2 separate regions of the Ovis aries genome follow, and region 2 is linked to region 1. Evidence: chromatin contacts called from public Hi-C data. All regions are on one chromosome and are shown on one strand. The core of a region is the stretch at or near the end of the contact, and the rest is flanking DNA. Distances in the headings are between cores, read along the strand shown. Region 1 holds the start of THAP6 (THAP domain containing 6). Region 2 holds the start of USO1 (USO1 vesicle transport factor).

The links. Hi-C and Micro-C count contacts between places; a contact is called where the count stands out from the background.
Region 2: a Hi-C map of muscle shows a contact between it and region 1, with 4 times the contacts expected there. The contact joins the promoter of USO1 here to the promoter of THAP6 in region 1. A contact is called at or near these places in 5 of 16 Hi-C or Micro-C datasets (blood, liver, muscle and 2 more).

The regions. Positions count from the first base shown.
Region 1 is chr6:91,109,968-91,113,906 of ARS-UI_Ramb_v3.0, forward strand. It overlaps THAP6 (THAP domain containing 6), which reads left to right and starts at 2,467. Exons shown (of 5, transcript XM_060417222.1): 1 at 2,467-2,539; 2 at 2,903-3,000; 3 at 3,443-3,545. The coding sequence starts at 3,466. RCHY1 (ring finger and CHY zinc finger domain containing 1) reads right to left here and starts at 2,304. Exons shown (of 9, transcript NM_001163595.1): 1 at 2,215-2,304; 2 at 577-696; 3 at 229-344. The coding sequence starts at 2,304.
Region 2 is chr6:91,313,703-91,318,120 of ARS-UI_Ramb_v3.0, forward strand. It overlaps USO1 (USO1 vesicle transport factor), which reads left to right and starts at 2,756. Exons shown (of 24, transcript XM_060417226.1): 1 at 2,756-2,998. The coding sequence starts at 2,933. It overlaps G3BP2 (G3BP stress granule assembly factor 2), which reads right to left and starts at 2,564. Exons shown (of 10, transcript XM_060417248.1): 1 at 2,394-2,564.

The DNA.
Region 1 (3,939 bases), core at 1,217-3,716:
GGTTAGGAGATATATTTGTCAAAGTTACTGAACTGAACATTTAACATTAAAGCATCCCATAAGATGTAATTCTGAAAGTTCTCTGTCCATGGAATTCTTCAGGCAAGAATACTGGTGTGGGTAGTAGCCATTCCCCGATATAATTATATTCCAATAAGGTGATTTTAAAAATTATTATTCCTAAGATATATTAGAAATAATTTAAAAAGAACATTTTACATACAGTACCTACAAATTCCACAGTTTTCACAATGATACTGTTTCTTGTCTTTGTCAAACAGATGGCATACACTGCAATAATATTCTCCAAACAATGTGCTACATTCCTCACAAGTCTGTTGTGCCTAAAAAACAAAAAATAACTAAAAATATACAATTTGCCAAAACATTTTGAATTACTAATTTAAATGTCCAGATTTTTTCTTAATGTACATGCAGTTTTATCTTTACATGTTTTCCTACATTTAAACCCAAGACACTGCGTATTTTAAGGGCTATTGCAATATTCTTTATTAAATTTTTAAAACCACATTAGTACACGTTTAAAAAAAATAGAAATATGTAATAAAATCTTACACGCTGAATTTTTTCACAGTTTATGCACTGCACTTCCTTTACTTTAAAGCGATCTAGTTGATGATCTTCATTGTTATCATGACACAATCGGCAAGTATAAAGCTTGTCACAGCAAGGTGCCTAATCCCCAGGTGAGGGAAAAAAGAAAAAAAAGGCATAAGCAGCAAGACAAGGCAAGTTTGAAATAATGCAAAAAGAAATTTCTTTCTCCTCCTCCTGGAACAAGATCAAAGATTACAACCAATGGATCATTTGGTAAACTGATAACTACACATAACATTTCACTGTTTTCCCATCAACATCTGGGTCTCTACCAAGTTGAACACAACCCTGCAGTTCAAAACAAGAATTATAAAAGACGGCCATCCCTAAACTGAAAAGTTAATCTCACAATACCCTAAACTTATTCTCAGCATTAAGTAGCACGCAGGCAATTTCTACTTAAGACATTCCAGATAAATTCATTTACCAACTTTAACGCTGAAGCATTAGTCCACTTAAGTTTACCACACATCAACTGTCTTAAAGTTTGGAGGACACAATAAACGTAAAAGACGTCCTTGTTTTCAAGATTGGCAAAGACTTCCAGTTGTCCAAGACAAGAAAGTCGACTCTCTCCTTCTTCCTGGACACATGACTGCCCAGCTATACTACTGTTTCCTTGCTGTTACTTGTGGGTCAAATGACTTAAGTTCTTAGCAACAGAATACACACAGAATAAAATCAGTGCCTCTCCTGGGCCTAGGTATTAAGAAGCTAGGCATGTCTCTTCCCCCGCGCTCCCTTCTCCCTTTCCACCAGATGAAACCTGGACATGGCAGCAGCCCAGTTGATGACTATATGCCCTAAAACATAGTTAGCAACACAATAGAGAAAATTTGTCCAAGGAGTGGTCATGTGAAACAGCCTCATTACCAAACTAGATCATTCACTCACCTTGAATTGTGAGGTGAGGAGAAATAAACTTTTATTCTTTAACTCACATCACTACTAGGTCTTTTTGTTACAGCAACTTAGCTTTACCCTAACTAGTACCTCAAAAAGTCTCTAGGCCAAGAAGCTAACCTTATATCATACCTTCCAGTACACTGTGAACTTTAAGATCCACTCATTCCTGAAGACTTCCTATGCCATGACTTACTGTAACATAGTTCATTCCTTCCGCTTACGTTTTCTGCCTGGCAGACTTAGGCCTACTCACACTAAAATGAAGCTGGCAAGCTATAAAACTTATTTACTACAGGAGATCAAAGTGTATTCCGAGTCTCCACTCGCTTACCCGCCTTCCATTATTTCATCACACACCTGAAAGTGATCCTGGGAAAAGCCAGCACAGGCCCGGGGCTACCTCTGCCTACTTCCAGCACCAAAACACTAAATAAATGAACCCCCTGATAAGGTAACCGATGGGCAAGGCCAGGTTTTTGCCCACCGAGAACTTTGCTGGCAAACTACAACACAAAGGTGGAGCCAGTGGTCGCCTTGACAAAACATGCTCTTTACGGCAAGAAGCCAGTCAGAGGTGAAGTTTTCCTGACAACAGCTTAGCCCGACAACAAACTTAACCCAAGCTTCACGTCCCGGCCCACTCCACCCCCAGCCCGGCGGAAGCTGTTAAGAGCCCAGTGAAATCGTCACCTTCAGGAGACATCCCCTGTCATAGTGCTCGCAGCCCCGCCGCCTTTGGGCTTGCCCGCGGGCGCCATCTTCCAGCGTCGAGGAAGCCATCGCCTCCACCTCCCCTCAAACTCCACGACCCCTTCCCCCAGGCCAAAAGTTACTCCCAGAAAAGCAGCGCCGCTCTAGCCCACCCCGTCCCGGCTGCAGCGGCCTCCGGAGCCAAGATGGCGGCAGGGCACGTGACCCGGGGCAGCCGGATTTCCGGCGCCCGGGACCACGGGGCGGAAGCGAAAGGAGGCACAGTCTCCGTTGTCGTCGTTAGTCGCTGCCTTCACCGCTAACGGTAATAATTCTTAGGTTGCCTCCCCTTTTCCCTCCATCGCTACCCGCCCACACCCTGGGCGCGGTTCGGGGCGAGGAGAACCGCAGCAGCGCGGAAACGTCCGGTGGCCCCTGGGGAAGGGCCGCTCTCCGGCCTCAGCGACACCTGTGACACGGAGGCCCCTCCCTCTCCCGGCAGCGGCCGTAGCCTCGAGAAATGGGCGGAGCTCTTGCCTGGCCTGCCGGCTGACAGCGAATCCTGGCGCGCTTGCGGCCACGGCCGAGCAGCCAGGCGCTGGTCAGCGACCCGAATGCCTTTTTGTCCCCTTGTTCATTACTTCCTCTTCATTCCTTCAGTAGTATATTAACATTTACTATGTGCCAGTCACCAGCTACGCCATGGAAACGAAAGTGACCAAAAACGGTTCTGGGAACTCAGACTGGTGAAGGAGAAAGAGAGTCCACAGACACCCTGAAATACATGTAGGTTTACAGCTTGGAGAAGTGCTAGGAAGGGGAAGTGTGTGTTCCAAGAGAGCTAGTACCAGAGGGAATCTGACTTAATCCGGTGTCAAGGAAGGTTTCCCTGAGGAAGCAACGCTTGAGCTGAGAGCTCAGAATGAGCTTTCTAGGAGGCATCAGTGTGCCAGGATCTGGTGATGAGGGAACACGTGCCTCTTAGAAGTGGTGGGAGGGAAATGTACCCGCCCCTGAAACTGACATAAGGCCCAGCTGAATATGACCTGCCTTGTTAAAGAGCCAAACCTCTAGAAAATTTTATGAGGAGAGCTGCGGGTTTTAGAAGAAAATATTTGCCCTTGGCTTTCTAACCTCATGTAATGTTACGTGGAATGTACTGGGAAAGGTAAATATGTACCCCTTAGCTTTGAAGTTGCTGACGCTTGCCCCCTTAATTTTCTTTCAGTTCTCCTATGAGTTGCTGAGACAATGGTGAAATGTTGCTCGGCCGTTGGATGTGCCTCTCGCTGTTTACCAAATTCCAAGTTAAAAGGACTGACATTTCACGTGTAAGAGTCTGCTGTAGTTAAGCCAAGTACTTTTGACTGTTAAAAGAAGCTAAAGACAGGTCTACTTAAATCTTCAATTTTGCAGCCAGTTGCTCTTCCCCTGAGCTATGCCACCTAGAACTTTGATTTTGAACTTTAGTTCTCAACTTCTTTTTTAATAACCTTTTTAGTTATATTTGAAGTGACAATAACAGTTTTACATTTTTATAATTAGTGCAGAAGCTTAAGATACCTGCAAAGGTATCACAGACAGGTTAACAAAAATATCATCACACCTTTTTGCTAATATTACTGTTTTGCATTTCAACATACCTTCAAAGAAATTGTGTTGTTGTAGTTTACAATCCAAATCAAGGATCTCTGCTCAAATATATTCTGTCCTTTAGAAATAAAT
Region 2 (4,418 bases), core at 1,506-4,005, 200 kb after region 1:
TCTTGTGCAATGATATTTCATTGTTATTGTTGAGTTTGCTATAGAAAATAAAAAAGGATGAGGAAAGTGGGCCACTGAAGAGAGCCACTGAGCTAGGGGATTGGAAGCAAGCAAATCTAAAAATGAATTTCAAATCAATGAGTTTTGTTAGTTGTTCTGTTCTCAGAAAAATCACTTTTATTTACCCAAGTTAACATTTTGAAAACTGAAAGTCACTCAGTCGTGTCTGACTCTTTGCAACACCACAGACTATACAGTCCATGGAATTCTCCATGCCAGAGCACTGGAGTGGGTAGTCTTTCCCTTCTCCAGGGGATCTTTCCAATCCAGGGATCAAACCCAGGTCTCCTGCATTGCAGGCAGATTCTTTACCAGTTGAGCCATGAATTATATGTATTTTAATGATTCGCATTCGTCCATTGAATATTTAGATTTATAAAAGTGAGAAGTATAACGGCATAAGTCGGGCAGTCATAATTTTTTCATGTTTTCTTTTCCTTTATTTAAGAAATGGTTCTTGAGCGTCTGCTATACTCACGGAAATTTAAAACAAAGCAGGGCATTTTGGAAAGGTTGGTGCCTTAAAATGATTCTGCTAAAATGTGAAGGCGCTGCTTTTTATTACCAAATAATACATGTAATAAACATCCATGAGCCCCACTCCATCTCAGAGCTTTACCCCTAGAGGTGAGGAGAGGCTCAGGGAGGGGTGACACTTAAGGACTAGATGAAGTTCTTTGCAGATATTACTTGGTAATAAAAATGCTGAGCATTTATTGGTTACTTTTTTTAGGCTGCAAGGAAATGCCCTGGTGGAAAATATCTAAAGCAAACTGTCAAGTGTCCAGTTTTAAAACAGAGGACAATGCTTAGTGTACAATATTTTTGGCAGTATGATCCCCACTGTTCTCCAACTCACAGAAGCTTAAAACCTTGGCACTAGCAAAGGAAACTGCACCATAGCCTTTGTGATATGTGTTATCTGCAAACCCACCCTACAGATGAAAAAAAGGACCTTCCTCCTCATCATTATATTCATATACCCTTTAATGCTTTCTTCATGTATCTATCAATATCACCTTTTATGTGACAATGCTAAGCCACAGAGATATAAAAATGAATAACACATTCTGCCATTAACAGTCTGGCTCAATAGGCATTTATTGAGAGCTTCCCACATATTAACAACTGCAAAGGAATAGCATATACACATGTTATCTAGATTTCAGGGAGAGCTTTCTGAAGATACCAAAGTTAAATTTTAAGGAACTAGCAGGAGTTTCCTTGATGAAGTGGAGGGAGGGGAAGGACTTATCCAGGCCTATATCCAGAGTATGTGTGGGAGGCAGGAGCTGAAAAAACAGGCAAGAGCCAGAACATAACAGGCCTATACATCAAGCTAAGGAGTTTGGATTTTATTTTGAGGTGAATGGGCGACAACCGGAGGATTTTCAGACGAGGACTAACATGGACAGATGTTTTGTCATTGTCAGGCTCACCCAAGAGTGGACTTGGGTGACTGGAAGAAACCCAAGGCTTAAATGCTGACAAACCAGTTAGGAAGCTATTGCCCGTAATCTTGGTGAAGAATGATGGGAACATAAACCATGTCAGAGGCAGAGAGCATGGAGAGCAGAGACCTATTTGAAAAATAGTCTATAAATAGGCATGACAGGATTTGACTACTGGACATGCGGGGGTGAATTCCAGAGTTTCAGATTCCTCCCAGCCTCCTCCTTCCAGCTTAGGCAATTATTTGGCTAGTGATACTGATGAGTGCAGCAGGGCACATGAACGAAGCATACTGATTTTTTTTTTTTTAAAGGAAGGTTGGGGAGTCTGAGACCTGTGGGGCATCCAAGGGGAGTGGTGTATGAATCAGTTATAACTAGACTCTGCGCTTTCACGTTCAAGGCATTGACAAGACTACTCCATAAGCATGTGTATCTGGCACTCTCATTTCAAAAGAAACAAGGCTTACCGATTTGAAAAACGAATATTTTTCATGCTAACCCCCCAGACACACGCTGAAAATCTAAGAGTTTAGCATTAATAACAAAACATTATGTTCCCTGCTGTCAAAATGACACTGCAGATCAATGTATTTAATCTAGTAAGCCAAACGCAGGGTTGGATTGGTTTCCTCCTCACACCCCTAGAAAATAGCGGTGTACCTGGTGTTTAGATCCAGGAATTCCTTTTAGCAGGTTGGAAGAGCAAAAGCTGAGAAATGCGCCCTCCCGTGGCAATGGAATGAGGGGGCTCAAGTACCCTTTTTTTCACCAAACAAAGCCCTGTAAAGAAATGCAATTTGTGGGGATGAGAAGGCCACAAAGCTCGTACTGCTATACCGCAAAACCAAATGAACCCTCCCAGAGGCCGGGACCCCTTACCTGTCACGTCGGCCGAAGGACAATTTCTCTTTCTACTCAACAAAACACAACCCCAGACTTGACAGCTTGCAGTAAGTCCCGCCCGGCAACAATTAAACACCTTGCAAGCCAAAATGCGTACACAATCCGTAAGGTCTCCTGCCGGCAGGGCCGGGCTCGCACCACGTGGGTGGTTGGGGCCAGCAGGAGGCACCAGCCGAAGGCTGGAGTGGGAGGCGTGTTCTTACGGGGGAGGGCGGAGCCTTCGCAGTGGGCGGGGCTTAGGAGGACCTGGGCTACCAGCCGCCTCTCGCCTACTTTGCTCGTTTGCCTTCGCCCTTCGAGCCGCCACGTAATGCCACGTCGCCGCGCATGCGCATCTCAACTGGTGGCGGACGCTGTTTCCGGGCTTAGGGGGCTGGAGCGGCCGCCGAGTAGGCTGTGGCGGTGGCGGCCGGGGAGTGCAAAGTGCAGGCTTGGGGGTCGGGCCCTGCGGAGGACAGGGGAAGTTATCTCTTCTTTCCCGAAAAGGCCGGTAGAGCCCGTGGCTGAGCGGCAAGATGAATTTCCTCCGCGGGGTTATGGGGGGTCAGAGTGCCGGACCCCAGCACACAGAAGCCGAGACGGTGAGAGGAGCGGCGGGTCCGGGACTTGGGAAGGGTCCGGGCAGAAACCGGGACGGAGGACATAGGGGCCCGGAGGTCACCCCCCTGCGCGTCACCGTGGGCCGGGAGTCTACATGCCGCCTCCCCTTTTGCCCCCGTGCCTCTTTTCCTCTCCTGAAACCCGCAAGTTATTCCCTCACACCCGCAGCACAACCCCCAGCGCGGCGGCTTGGCCCTGCTGACAGCAGCCGCGCCCCGAAGCTCCACAGGCCGCTTGGTGGTGGTCCGCGGTGGTACCTCCGGGAAAGGCATCCATCCTGGGCAGAAGTGGCCTGACCTGCCTCCCACGCCCTTCGGGGCCGCGGGCCTGTCCCTCCCTTTTCGCCAGTGTCTTCACTGGCGGTGATTAACCTAAAGTCCACCTCCCTCGCAGTCTGGAATGGGGCTTTGAGGAAAACTGCAGGAAGGTTTAAACCCAGCAGTTGACCAGAGCAAGTGGCTAAGAATAATACGATAGTTTGGGTCACAAAGCCACCTGCCCCTGCCCATTCAACTAGAGGCAGGTCGTTCTTTCAGGTGTCATTAGTTCGGACCCCGTTTTTCAGCCTCGCCCACTATTTGGGAAATACTCGCTTGGTCGTTGTGGGGATCTTTGGCGCTCAAAATGCTTTGGGAACACGCGTCCCTTCCATTCTCCCCATTCAGAAGTCTGAACTCGTGTAAACAGGATTTGCAGCGTCACTTTAAAAAAATTGTTAGCTACTCAACACAATTTTTGATAAGTTGGTTCGATTTTAGGTTTAGGATAAATCTCGAAGTTTGGTTAGTGTCTGTTAGGAATAAGTGTATGACTTTTTTTTAACTATTGGTTTGAGAGTAATTTTAGGTCTACAAAAAAGTGACAAAGTATGGCATTGTAAAAGTAAACTGTGGTTAGTATTTGTAGACACTACTGGATTGTCTGTGAATGTTGATCCTATGTTCTGTGTTACTAGGATCCTGAAGGTTCAATGATAGCTTTCATTTGCCAGGTTCTTACCTTGTGCTGGGTTCTGTGTTCTTTGTAGTTTACATTCTTATTTTCCTTAGCTCCCCAACCACCTTGTAGGATAGGTGATAGTATCCTCACTTTACAAGTGAACACTTGAGGATTAGAGAGGTGAAGTCACTTGACCTAAGTCACACTAGTAGTAATGGAGCCAGGATTCAAACAAAGCTTGCCTTACGTCAAAGCCTAGACTTTATTGCTGATGTCTGTATTTTAATACATATCTGGGAATTTGGGGAATTTATGTGATTATTAAAATTAATGTCATCTGAGTTAGAACTGTTTAAAGCAGAAGCTGAAAGCTGGTGAATCTGCTTTCCTTCATTTGAAAATCAGGAGATTTCACACACGGTCATGTGCACACACATGCGCGCGCACATACACATACACATG